2 separate regions of the Sus scrofa genome follow, and region 1 is linked to region 2. The links are chromatin contacts, called in public promoter capture Hi-C maps. All regions are on one chromosome and are shown on one strand. The core of a region is the stretch at or near the end of the contact, and the rest is flanking DNA. Distances in the headings are between cores, read along the strand shown.

Region 1 (7,045 bases), core at 2,223-4,722, 460 kb before region 2:
TTCGGTGCTAAGCCTGAGCCAGAAACACTTGCAACACCACTGAAAAGAGCTTCCAAAAGGGAAAAACGCAGCTGGGGCTCCAAGAAGGGCTACAGGCACAGCAGCGGCACCCTGGGTTTGGGGACAGGCTGATGGGTGAGGAGCAGCAGGTCAAGGTGCTTTCTTCAGGGCAGGACACCAGGAGGGGAAAGTCGCTCCCAGTGGGAACGGCTTGCTTTCCCCATCTGACTTTGGGGCTGCTCATCAGACGGGCAGACCCATGGAGGAGGCCGTGGCCTCAGGGCTGGGTAGACCTTGGTTCCAGACCCGGATGGGCACGCACCATGGGGACCGTCAGGAACCAGTCTCTCACCTCACCGGGGCCAGTTTCCTCTTCTATAAAATGACTGCTAGGGTCCTTTCGCCCGGGAACCCCACATCACCCGTGGGGAGGTCTTGGGAGAGGGCGGGGTCCCTGGGAGGCTGCTCCCAGGTCCTCTGGCACGTGGGAAGATGGCTCGGCTGGAACACCCCCACCCATGTCTAAGGGCACCCCCAGGCACATCGGGGGCCACATCCACTTAAGTACCAGCAGCCACGCAAAGCCCAAGAACTTCATGTTAACAAAGGCTTATGTTTAAAAACCTGGCCAATCCATGGGAGTTCCCGTCGTGGCACAGTGGTAAACGAATCCGACTAGGAACCAGGAGGCTGCAGGTTTGATCCCTGACCTTGCTCAGTGGGTTAAGGATCCAGCGTTGCCGTGAGCTGTGGTATAGGTCACAGATGCAGCTTGGATCCTGCATTGCTGTGGCTCTGGTGTACGCCAGCAGCTGTAGCTCCGATTTGACCCCTAGCCTGGGAACCTCCATTTGCTGTGGGAGCAGCCCGAGAAATGGCAAAAAAACAAAAAACAAAAACCTGGCCAATCCTAAGTTCAGCAAACATGAGGAAACATATTTAAGACTGAATCTATTTAGGAGATAAGCATTCCTCCTAAAATCTTGTTTTCACCACCCAGCAGGAAAGTGTCTACCAAGGTCAACCTCAGCTCTCTCTGAGCGAAATTCCTGACTCTCAACCAGTGGAATCTGAGTCGACAAGTCTGACCGTCACTGTAATTATTACCTCCAGTTATGAAATTCCTTTAAATCTGTATATCTATATATGCACGCACACACGCACGCGCACAAATTCCCTTCCCTGTTGACTTGGCAACAGTTGTCATCAAGTTGATTTTGGAAAAAAAAAAAAAAAAAAAAGAATATCTGCCTAAAAGACCCACTCGATACTTGGCTGCATTCAGAATGCTGCAAAAGGTTTGGCACAAGCTAAACAAACAGCAAAGCACCTTTCATTTTAGGAAGAGATACTTCTGTGCTTTTCTACAAGTAGGGTCAAAATAACTTCCACACCTGTTCCCCTCTACTTAATAAGATCGCTACCAAGCCTCAGAACATTTCAGACACCCAAAACTTGCCAAGAATATGGTGCCACCCATCAAGGAAAGACAAGAGCACCCTGGGGTGAATATGCTGAATGAGGAGCTCTTGGGGCCAGCTGCCCATCAGGGAGGCGGCCGGATGAGCAGAGCAGCCCTGGCGCAGGGGGCAGACAGGGGCGTTTTCCTCCCCAGGTTACTGAGTCACGACTTTGACCGCCTCCAAGATCATGTATGCAACCCAATTTTGAATCACGAGTCCGAAAATTAATGAATCAAACACTGCTTGAGGGCAATGTATACATCCGAATTCCTCCCTGTCTCTTCTCCAACATGTTAGATCCGGCTCGCAGTCTAGACAGCAGAGAAAAAGACGGGTGGGCTTAGAGGAGATGAGTTCCCAGCGATCCAGAGCCACATCTATCGGTGCCACTGGGACCTGCTCAAGAAGGTTCATTCTCCACAGCTTACGTGCTGCTTAGGAAGTGCCCCACAATCTCCAGAAACTGACAAAGTTCTATGAGTTTAAGGTCTGGAAATGTCACAGGCTTGACAGAGTATGGCTCTGGACAGCAAATTTCCATGAATGCCTTCATCATCATGGCTAAATCATCCATTAATCAGCTTTAAAGACAACCATATTGAGCACAGCAAAGTGGAAACAGTTTTTTTTGGGTTTTTTTTTTTTTTTTTGGTACCTAGCTTACCTTATCTGAACAGTGTAGACATAATTAATGGGTTTGGGTTCCCACTCCAAAATGGTCTTGAAATTAGTTGACTTCCAAGTTAAGTTATATGCTACAATTACATCTGTAGTGCCTTTAAACAACAGAGAAACAGCTATTCAGTTTACATGAATGTCTCAGCACACGATTTTGGGTCGATAGCAGAAAACATCGTCCTACACCCGACATCACAAACCTCCTTAATTATTTCCCAACCACAAAAGCTTTAACTGAATTACCGTGAGACAAATCTGCATTTTTTTCCGAAACCCAGAATTTCCCCTCAGCAAGAATGACCTGGTAATCTCAGGAAACACACAAGGATCTTGAAATCCTTGTTTGAAATTATTCACAGGGAAAATGCCCTGTGACAGTGACCTGGAAGCACAGCCCAGCAGTCCTCATTGGCCCAGGCTGCCCATGGCCCAGCTAGGGAAGGGCGACAGGGAAGGGCAGGTCTCCAGGATGAACTCATTAGGTTTTCGGTAAATTATGGTAACAGGCAAAGCCCATGTGTGTGAGGGAAATTAAGAATGCATACACTAAAGAAGCCAAAGCTTGACTTTTTTCACTTTTATCTAAAATGTGTCCATACTGAAACTTCCACGGACACCCAGGCAGAGTTGCTATGCCTGTCCCATGAAATCGGTTAGGATGCTTTATTACTAAGGCCTGCTTGGCCAGTTCTCAGCGGGTCAGTCTCTGCCCTGCGCCCCAGCCCCTGCCCCCCCCAGACCAGGCTTAGAGGGCATGCATGATGTGGTGCCTGCTCCAATCCAAGCGACATTTTGCAACAGGATTGCCTCGAACCCCATGTAATACAGACGAACAAGCCCGAGGGCCGCTTTTTAGTACGGGCAGTGCATAGGTAATGAAGGATAATACTGAAACACTGCAGGTGCGGACCCCACGGCCCACAACCTTCACGGCGGCGGCTCCCTGGGAAGCTCCTTCCCTAAACTTAAAGCGAGAGCCTCAAACCCACTAGCAGAAGTGCCAGCGGGTCCTCGGGGGTCCTGGGGCAGCGGAGTGAGCCACTGCCAGGCAGGACTGTTCCCCCTCCTCCCAGTAGAGCGCCCCAGGGCTTCAAGGGGCGGGTGCCACTCACCTGTGGCTCCAGCCACCTGGACGAGGACCCAGCCAAGCAGGAGCGCGCGAGCAACGGCGGCCTTGGGACAGGACACCGGGGGTCCGGTGGGGGTCGCCATGTCCAAGAGTTGGCCGCGAGGTCGGGAGGATTCCACGGCGCCCGGGAGGCTGGGGTGGTGGGCTGGCGGCGCCTGGGGTCTCCGGTTGGAGCGGGAGGGGCGCGGTGAGCCCTGCGTCTGCGGGAGCCCGGGCCCCGCGCGCTTTAAAGAGCCGCGCGCACGCCCCCGCCGCTCCTCCCGCCGCCCCGCCCCCAGCCCGGCTCCCGACGCCCGGTGGGCGGGCCCCGGCGAGGCCCCGCCCTGGTCCCGCCCCCTCCCGTAGGAAACTCCAAGAGCCTGCAAGGGCTGATTCACCCGTGATTCAACCCGCCGCCGAGCGCTGGTTCCCTTCGGCGGCTCCAGGTGCTGAGCGGAACCGGGCCCCCAGCCGTCCAGCCCCCGGGGCACCCAGGCCTGGGTGGGCGGCAGGTCTGTGGGGAAGAAGGGGGCGGTGGAAAAGAGTCCTCGAGGTGGAGGGAAGCCGTCCCCGCTTCGGTTTGGCGGTGCGGTGTCTGGGCGGGCGGGGGCGCAGCACTTACCGACTTTAGTAAGAAAGTACCCGCTCCGGGCTGGGTTCGGGCAACGCGGAACAGTTCCCGGCGCTTTGCCTACGTGGGGCTCAGCCTTGGAATCGACAGCCAAGTAAGAGCGTGCAGAGAAGCAGAGCCTTCTCCCAGCTGCGGGTTCATCTTCTACCCCGAAGGCGACAATACCCGGGCTGCCTACCTCCCGGGGCCCTTAGCGTAGGTCTCTGCAGGTGTTTTACAGGTTCCAAGGTCACCCAACCCAGGCCCGGCCCAGCCCATCTTGGGTTAGTGATCGAAGAAGAGCTGCCCCCAGATCTGGCAGTGTGCCTCTGGGAGAATCCCAGCGTGACATCTGCCGCCCTGTGGTTTCAGAAAGGATTGTTCTCACGTTGAAGACGTTTTGGGGGGTTGAGTTAGTTCCGCTCAAATATAAAGAAACCAAAAATGAAATTAAAAAATAAAATCAGACTTCAGCGTTGGTTCTTCGGAATTTTCTGGCTTCCTCTTCTGGGCTTTGCTGTAAAGTTGTCGGGAGAATAAAAGAATAAAGCTCTTTTGTTTTACTGAATAGCGTAGTACCTGGTTTTGTCAAAGTCCTTCCCATTATTCTTTACTCTGTAGTTGTCTCCAAGGCAGACTGGGGAGTTTTTAGGGAGGAGTGGAGTCTCCTATTTTTTCCCCTTGGGAAATGAGCCTTGCATTTTAGTGCCTGCTCTCTGCATGTTTCCATATAGCCTCCTGAGCCATAGCATTACACTCATTTTAAAAGAAATAATACTTTTTGAAATTTAATTTCCCCCCTTTGCTTGAACTGAAATAGCACATCCAGGTTTAGCTCTGGGAGTCTTTCTTTCCTGGAAGCTGAAAGCTGTGCTTGCTGGTTTCCTCTTTGAGCCCTCTTCCGATTCTAAACCCCACAAAGTTTATATTTGCAAAACTACGCCATGCAATCCTCTTTTTTTGCAGTCTCTGGCCCGAGTCATTTTCCTTAACAGATCTCAGCCCTGTCTGGGTGGTGATTGTAATCAGGAGTTGAAGATAGCTGGGAGAAAATGTTACACCTGGATCAAGTGCCTTGCAAGACCCAAGGAAGTGTTGCTCTGTCTGCGGACTACATTTTTCCATCTGCAGCCACTGACCTGAAATTATTAAGGGCTTTAAGCAATGTCAGAATCACCAACTTGATACAAATACATTTAACATTTAACATTATATTGTGACAAAAAGGTGTTGCTAAAGTACACAAACATTCATTTTGCGTATTCACTAAAGTTACCAGGCAGGGAAGACAGGAGTTTGTTGGGTGGTGGCATAGGCTGGAGTAAATATAGAATGACATTCTTCAAGATTTGAAAAATGCTAAAACATGTTACCATTTTCAAAAAGAAGAGGAAGAAAACCAGCTGTGGTAAATAACACGGTAAGGTTTTTTTCTGCTTGAGCAGACTGTAGCCAGCTGATTTCAAGTGATAATTGGCACAACTTAAGTATATTCCTAAAATTTCACCGTTGATTTTTTTTTTTTTTTTTTGCCCAGAAAACAAATGGATTGTTAAAACAATTTTTCGACCCCTTTCAGTAAAGCTCAGCAGTTACCAGAGCTCCCTCCTGTTATGATGCATCTCGGAGACATTGCGAAGTTGCCGAAGTTCCTAAGCTGTAGCGCTGATCAAGCTTCTCTGACCAATCCGCTTTTCATGAGATCTTATGAAATATCAGAGGACTTGGGGGGACCTGGCGGCCATGCCTTCACAGAGGCTCCTGCCCTCAGCTGGCCCCAGTGGGATCTCATGATGCAGATGTCATTTTTTGCCCCAGAGCTGTCCTTCCAAGAGGGTGCTTTCTCTCCCTATGCGAGGCAGTAAGACTGACGCCGCAGCCCAGGCTCACCGGATTAACGTGTTCATCCGCAGGTGCTCCATCATGCTCGGCAGCTGCGGTAGAAAATATTTGCAGTTTGTTCTCCGGCAGAAATATCCTCATGTTTTCTCCTTCAAACACGCGTGCACGGAGACGTGCAGAGGAGGTCGCCTTGCGTTTGCATAACCAGTGATGAAATGTGGTTGACGAGGAGCCTGAAAGGGACGGGGGCCCTGCTTCGGGGCTTCCTCTGTGATTTATAGTAACCCCCCCCCACCCCGATCGCACAGACCTGCTCTCATTGACTACTTGATTTCACCTGCGTGTCGTTTTCTGTCTTTCCCACTCGAACTCCTTAAAGGAGGAAGGACTGGGTTTTCTGCTTTTTTAAAAAACACTTCTCACACAATTACAAGCACCTGATGGGCTTTTAATACATTTTGAATCAATGAATACTTTTTAAAACCATCATGCAGCCAGATATTTTCATTGGCATTCAAGAGACGAAACTTGTCATTGAAATGTCTCTGTCTAGTGGCTGGCAGTGAATGTTCCATAAGGCTCAACCGGGAAGAAAATTCAAATCCAGCATTTATTGCGAGGCATCGCTTGAGCGTAAGCTCCAGACGTTTCATGATTAGCGATCCTTCTTGCTACAGCCCCGCAATCTCATCAGGAAATGTGGCTGAAGAGAAAAAACAAATGCGGGAGCTTGGGAACTTGTTAGCGTTTTCCTGAAAGACTTGATAGTAAAGTGATTCAGAAGATTTTCAGTCATCTCATGAGCTGTTAATAGCTTTCCTTGCATAAAAAGGCTGAATAACTTTTCAGGATAAATTGCACAAAATCTATCCAGGAAAGGGATAAAGTCAGCTGTATGATAGAATATGAGATTGAGAGCAATTCAAATTCATATAAAAATGTTATGTTCATATGACATAGTAAAGAGAGCAAGAAAACCATTTTACTCAAAATTCAGGTAAAAGGCAAAATATGAAAAAAGGCCAGAGGAAATTGGAGTGGGAACACAGAGTTCTAGGAGAAAAATGTGACTTAGCAGAACCTAAAAAACATCTGGCAGGGTATAATTAGTCATGGAAAAATTGACAGTCATGACTATGCATTTTGAGAAAATAATTATATACTAGTCCAGCAGCTAACATTTCAACCAAAATGAAGTAGTTAAGAGCCCATATAATGAAATCTGTTATCTTGGTCACTCAAAATACTTCTATTAGCTTTCTAGAATAGTTTACAAGAAACTTTACCAAATAAGTTATCCCATAGCAGCAGTATCCTGAAAAGTATAATTTTAGAGAAAAAGCT
Region 2 (7,080 bases), core at 1,279-3,778:
TGTTTAAAACATTGGTTATCAGAATTCTCTAACTTGCTTTAAAATGGAGAAACAGCAGCATCATATTGTAAATTGTTACTAGGTCTGCATGTTTTTTCGTTTTTTATGGCTACACCCACAGCATATGGAAGTTCCTGGGCCAGGGATTGAAGCTGGGCCAAGTTGCAACTCATGCCACAGTTGCAGCAATGCCAACCCACACCTCAGCAGTGACTGGTAGTCGGATTCTTAACCCAATGTGCCATGGCAAGAATTCCACTAGGTCAGCATGCTGTAAGAATCCCACACAAATTTTACCGGTAAAGGAAAAATGGCTAAATTACTATAAGGTTGAAATAACTGCAATATGGTATTCACAATTATGTCAATTGCATCAATTCAGAATCTGATTCAAAGAAAGTTTAACCTAATTTGCCTTTATTGCAGAGAGGGAGGATAGGACAAGTAAGATTTAGGAAGGAATTTACGAGATGAAGCTACATTTAGAATTCTTCAGAACCACGTATATATCCATCTGATGTCCTGTTCTGAAAATAATCACTTATTCCCTGAGGTAGCCATATAGGATCTCTGTGCGCCATACATTTCAAATACTTTCTAAGATATTTCACTCATCTAGAAGGATCTTCTTCCAATAGAGATATTTTTTGCCTTTACTTATAGGAGAATATAGTTAAGGTCCATTAAAAAGAGGAAAGGTGCATTTATACGTTAGTCATACTCTAAAACGGTAAATGACTTCAACCATGAGTTGCAATATATAATTTAGAAACCAAAACAAAACCCCACAACTGCAACGACAGAGTTTACCAACTTATTTTAGCATTGCTTGAGAATTACAGATAAGAAAGATAGTGAATGAATTAGCATTAGATTTAGAAATCTCAGCAAGTTTTATAGCCGGTCTTTGTCCACTGGTGAAGTTAGCGCCCCACCTGGTGGAAAACCGTAGGTGTTGTTACAGGCAAGCGGCACATCATGTTAATTTCAGAAGTGTTGACAGGCAAATCCTAGCATACACACAAACGGGCTAAGAGATGCAAACTCAATGCATCCCTGTTTATTAAAGTAACATGAATACTAACGCGCTTCCAAAATGCAATTACACTTGTTCCAAAATATGAGTGCTGATGATACACGGGTCATTTAGAAAATTATTACTTCCACTGGGGCTTTAATCTCTTCTCAGCTTGGTTTCTTACAACAAAACAAGACAAAACAAAACAATAACAACCAACCCCCCCCCCAACTTTCATCATTTTATCTTAGAAGACACAGAAAATGTTCAAACAACAACAAAAATCAACCATCACTCAGAATTCAAAGATGATTCCTCCACCCACTTTGCACAACCTTCAAAAAAATAGCAGCTCACTTATATCTTTTCTGCACCAGGAAACATTCTAAAAGGGTCTCAGGATTATAAAACAGAAATAATTTCTTGTCGCATAGTTTGATTGATTGATTTCCCATCTCCTGTGGTGATTCTTATCAAAACACACGGTCCATTTGTCTGAACAAGTCCTGCACGTCTAACCTCCTGACTTTCCCCCACGCTGGTTCATTACCCTTTAGGAGAAGCCCCCGCACCCACCCAACACTCTGGCCCCAGACCTCTCCCTCCTCTGCATTCAAAGCTCCTGTCCGGTTCTCTCTCCAGGCCTGCAGCTGTGGGCCTCTTCCCTCTCAGGAGTTCCCCTGCTGCTCGTAGCTGGCACCCAGGTTCCAGGACCTTGTCCTTGAGGTCCCTGTGTCCTGGTGAAGCACACCCTCCACGAAAGGGGCTAGGGTGGGGACAATTTGAGGACATTTCTCCACCGTGACTCTGAAGGCCATCAAGATCCACTGCGACATCTTTTCTTTTTCTTTCCAGGCGTTTTGGGAAGTTCTCTCTTTGTCACTGGTTCTGAAATAGTCTGACGATTTATCTTGTTTTGACTACAGTTTAACAGGGCTGGGGATGGTCCTTTAATTTGAAGGTCATGTCCTTCCGGTTCTGGGAATTTTTCTTGAGTCTTCACTTTTTTTTTTTTTAATTTCTCCTGTGTCCCTGTTCCTTGTGAATAGTATATCACCAACATCTAGTTAATTAATTTTCCTACCTTTTCCCTATTGCTTTTATTTTCTGTTCTGAATTGCAGCAGAGCTCTTGAATATGGTCTTCCAGTATTTTGACTTTTCTATTTCTACAAGCAAAATGTCACTGGCCAAAAGTCCTTCTTATTCTATGAGGGTTTTCCGAAAACAGGTTTCCTGCTTTTTTTAAAGACACAGCGTCCTCTCGTTTCTCTGAAGGTGGTGTTTTCCCTTCATCCCCACCCCCATTCCTTTTCTCAAAGTTCCTTTCCCTGTTACTTTTGCTTTCCATGTTAAGGACTTTCCTCCCACGTCTGGTGGTCTGTGGGTGCCGGTGCAAACCAGCGGCTCTCAAGAGAGAGGGGAGATTTCTCCCCCAAGGACATCGGCAAGGTCGGGAGACATTTTGGTCCCCAGACTGGGGGTGGGGGGCAGAGGAGAAAAGTGGGTGCTGCCGACCTCTAGTGGTGGAGGCTGGAAATGCAGCTAAACATCCCCCACTGCAGAGGACAGCCTCCCCAGAAGCATCTGCCCCAAATGTCAACAATACCCAGGCTGGGAAAGCCTGGTTCCTACTAAAGGACGAGGCACTAAAAGGAAGAGGAAGCTCTGTGTGCTGGCTTCGAGAGGATGAACACAGCCAGGACTTGACAACTCCCCTGGAGGGAATCCCGGGGGTAGGAAACTACAGTTCTATTCTCCTGAGGAAATCCGTTTCCTCAAAGCCAATCTTTACTCTCCTGCCTGGGGGAAACGTATGAGCAAACTGGAAAGGAAAGCGTGTGTGTGTTGGGGGACAGGGGTTGTTATTCACATTCCGTAAGCCCTCTGCTTTCTAGGCAATGTCCTACTCCATCTGCAGTTTGGCCTGTTTGTTTCCAAAGCCGAAACCTCTTTATTCAACTTTTCCAGTGGGTTAAGTCTTGGGTTTTCTACCAGAGTAAGGTCGAGAGGTGGGAGCCTAACTTGTCTACAGGTGGACTTCACCCAAGAGGCTTCTTTTCAGCCCCACCCCACACTCCAGGCTCCAGAGGTACCTGGTGCCTCTTGCATGCGTCATTCACTAGCACTGCTTGGTAAGACCTTTATTAATTCCTAAGGTGTCCAGTATTTATTCTTTTGCCTCTCCAAATGCACCAAAAAACTTCAGACAAATGGGTACTTTTTTTTTTTTGACTTGTACTCTATAAAACATAGTCCTAATTTTATGTACAGAAACTACTCAATACTAACCTTTGATTTTCATGAAGGATTTTACTTTTAGGAAGCCTTCTAGGGAGCTGTTCTACCTGTCTTGAACCAAGAAGAACATATAAAACAAATACACCAGTACTGCAACCTCGGCAAGGTGTTTGGTAAATAAGGTCTTTAAATAAAAACACCACATGGAAAGACTGCTAAAAGCCTTTTCAAATTCTTACAAATCACCCCTAGCAAGGATACATGATGTTTCTAAAAAAAGAACTGGAGACAATCTCTCTTCATCTTTCCCAAACCAGATCAGTCTGTGATATATATTAGAAAGCATTCCATCAGCCCGGTTCTAAAGCTCAACCCTCCCTCCCAGGCCTCCCTTGAGAAGTAATGCAGGTCCCAACAGCACAGTGTGCAGCAGTGCACTGCCACCTGGTGGCAGCATGAGGGTACGGCAGAGAAGACTACAGTAACAGCAATCCTACAACACCAGGGCGGACTTTCCAGGACTGTTTCTGAAGCCTGAAGAGTTGGAAGGTGGAGAGAGAGAGGGAAAGCGAGCAGGACTTAGGAAATGGTTTTAAACCAGTGCAGGGAGGGCCTAGGCAGCCCTTTCGAACCCCAGATAATGTCCAGGTTCCTCCACCCAAGGCAGAGGCTGTTGATTTGTCCGGATGGTATGAAGTACTATTTATAAAGACGCTGGAAAGAGGATGCTCCACTGACAGATGCCCCAGGGTCATTCTGTTTACAACCGCTCAGACCAAGGGCTTCAAAGTTCTGCTTGACTTCTGCCTTTTCTTCGCATCTCAAAGCCAATCTGTCAGGAAATGCTATTAACTTTACTTTCAAAACACACCCAGACTCCAGCCATGCCCCCGCCCCCTTCCTACCTGTGCAAGCTACACTATCTCTTGCTTGGGTGGCTTCAACTGCCTCCTAACTGCTCTGGCCACCGGAACACCCTGCTGTCCCCCGACATCCAGGGACGCCCCACCCTGCAGTTCCAGGGACTGCTCCCTGCGCTGGAGGCGTCCCCTCCTTCGGCAAAACCCTAGGAAGCAACTTTCCCCTCTCCCTCTAAATTCCCACCCCAGTCGGCGCAGTCCTCCTGCTGCCTTCTAAGGAGCCGTGCGGTTTTCTGGTTCACTATGTCCGGTAGGACGTCTTTCTGAGCCATTGCGAGTAGAGACCGGCTCGTGATGGCGCGAATTTTTTTTGTCTGTTGTGTTCACTGGTGTATTGCCACTACCTGTAATAATGCCGGGCACGTGGGAAGCGAACACTTGTCCCTGAACAACAAAAGTTAAAGGAATCAGTGTTCTGATTGCTACTGCAGCCCAAATTGGGGAAACTTGGCAATCGCTCAGTTTTTATACGGCAGAAATAGGTTTCTGGATGTATTCACATCATGTTTAATATCTCTCGATAAGAGTTCACTCTCGGGTCCATACTGGTCGTTTCCCAGGGTTTGATATTTCAGGGGCCTTTTCTCCTTCTCTCTCCTTGGAGTTAAAGCTTGCACGTAAGAAAGGTGCTGAGCTGTGCGTATTCAGCTTACACATCGTACTTCCCTGAACTTCTCCTATTTGATGGTCTTTAAACTGTGTTGTTGTTGTTGTTTCTCAGATATACTTATTTATAGAATATATGACTATTTCTTCTTTTTCAATATTTATACCTCTTTTTCATCTTAGGCGGTGGGTCGGTTAAATAAAAAAAAAAATCTATGACTAATGGCAGATATTCTTATTTTGGTTCTGACTTTAGGGAGAAAGAATGCCTCTAATGAAGACTGGCTTTTGGCTCCAGATATACTTTTTCATACCAAGGAACTCATTCAAATGTTAGACTAACAGGTTATTTGTACAATACACTGTTTGAGGACAATAAATGCGGCATCCATGACTATGAACAAGATGCTGACAAGAAGACTAGCGTTCAAAGCACCTGTGGGACACGTGGGGTCTGCCCCAAAAGGCATCCAGGATCGCCGGCCTGAGCAAATCTCTGCACAGTACGGTCGGGGGGCATAGAAGGCTGCACTGAGGGACAGGACAACCAGCATCCAGGTGTCTATTACATGTGGCTCCACCCCACAGGACACGCTTTCATGCGTGTACTCCTTTCACCCGCAAACAGGAATCCAATCGACAGGCTAGAAGAACCCTCTAATGCCGACAGGGTGACGTGCTCCCTCATGTCAGCAAGGTACTTACTTTGGGCTTTCTGTCTTTTCATTTTTTTCCCAGGTCACACCCACACGTGTAGAAGGTGTGGAATGTCCTAAGAACACCTGCAGACTGTATATAACACAGGCACCAACAGGTTTACTGCCCCTTTTGGTGAAAAACTGCAAACAGCAATAGGGAAATGATACATCAATACTACAGACAACTATCCAATCATTAAAAAGTACAAGGCAGACCTACGAGTACCAGCGTGGACATCTATCAAGGTAAGGAGGTAAATGAAAACAAAGCTGAAGGCAATATATAAGGTGTGATTTATAAATGAGCCATCCTGTGCTCCCCGACTCGTGTTTATATGAGTCTGTATATATACCTACATGTAATCCTAATATTTTGTGAGGTTTCTTCTTTTTCTTTTATTTTTTAGGGCTGCACCCATGGCACATGGAGGTTCCCTGGCTAGGGGTCTAATTGGAGCTGTTGCTGCCGGTCTACACCACAGCCACAGCAACACCAGATCCAAGCCACGTCTGCGACCTACACCACAGCCCACGGCAATGCCAGATCCTTAACCCACTGAGTGAGGCCAGGGATCGAACCTGCAACCTCATGGCTCCTAGTCAGATTTGCTTCCGCCACGCCACGATGGGAACTCCCAAATCTTAACGTTTTGTGCTAAGTACACGTATCACGGGGGGGAACAAGCGATACCAACAGAGCGAGACTCCAGAGAGTGCGACTGCAGTTGTCGCAGGACGATCCCAGGTTTCCCCTTTCTATACTTCCTTACTGTCTGCAGATGTTCCATTAAGGAACAAGCAAAAATTCGGAAAGAAAAGAGTAAAGAAACAGGAAAACAGCCACTTACAGTCCCGCTGCAGATAATTTGGGGGCATATTCAATCCAGATCTACTGAAATACATCCACATAAGCAGAGTGTCTTGTACAGAACCAGAACTCACTATTTTTTGACTTACGAACAAATAAATAATCTTTCCTGGCAAAACATCATGAGCTTAATTACAGAGTAGGAGAAATCTAGTGAAGTGACCCAAAAGTAAAGCACGATGGCTCTGATTTTTAACCCTTCAGATCAGCTTTTGGCAAAGTCTGTTATTATTTTATATATGACAAGTTCCTACTCTTTAATTTTTACGTACATTTAAAAAAAATGTTTCCAGTGAGGAGTCGGGGGCCTAGTGGGTTAAGGATCCAGTGTGGTCACTACAACAGCTTGGGTCACTGCTGTGGTGTGGTTTCAACCCCCAGCCCAGGAACCTCTGCAGGCCATGGGTGTGGCCAAAAACCAAAAAGTTTTATTCACGTGTCACTAAACTTTCTTCCTTCGTGATGTGATCTGAAGGCGCCAACTCATATGCTAACAGAAGTACAAGGAGGAAGGCTTGTCAGGCAAGGAGGTTACAAATAAGGTGTAAAAGGATGAGCCAGAATCTTCAGTGCGATGCACTGAGCCGCACTGCCTCCCTTGTCTCCGAGGGCTGGATGTTCCTGCTGAAACACAGGCCTGCAAGCAGACAACTGCCTTCCAGGAGGAGAGCTCTGCTGTGAGGTCTCTCCGGCCTTCATGCGACACAGCTCCAGTAAATGGTCCCATTTG

What was found. Promoter capture Hi-C pulls out the DNA fragments that hold promoters and counts their contacts.
Region 1: a contact with region 2 is called in a promoter capture Hi-C map of liver, with 2.9 times the contacts expected there. The contact joins the promoter of F3 here to the enhancer-like site in region 2. A contact is called at or near these places in 2 of 5 promoter capture datasets (fetal skeletal muscle and liver) and 7 of 47 Hi-C or Micro-C datasets (adipocytes, embryonic fibroblasts, epiblast stem cells and 4 more).

The regions. Positions count from the first base shown.
Region 1 is chr4:122,823,445-122,830,489 of Sscrofa11.1, reverse strand. It overlaps F3 (coagulation factor III, tissue factor), which reads right to left and starts at 3,472. Exons shown (of 8, transcript NM_213785.1): 1 at 3,254-3,472; 2 at 2,128-2,239. The coding sequence starts at 3,353.
Region 2 is chr4:122,365,504-122,372,583 of Sscrofa11.1, reverse strand. The region is part of intron 2 of ALG14 (UDP-N-acetylglucosamine transferase subunit ALG14 homolog); the gene reads right to left. Among named protein-coding and RNA genes, the nearest start is that of ALG14, 26 kb to the right of the region's middle. Within about 2 kb of position 2,528, at least 37 of the 83 cell types and tissues checked have an H3K27ac peak or open chromatin away from gene starts, as enhancers often do. A contact at or near this core is called in epiblast stem cells, liver and retroperitoneal adipose tissue, where this site is marked.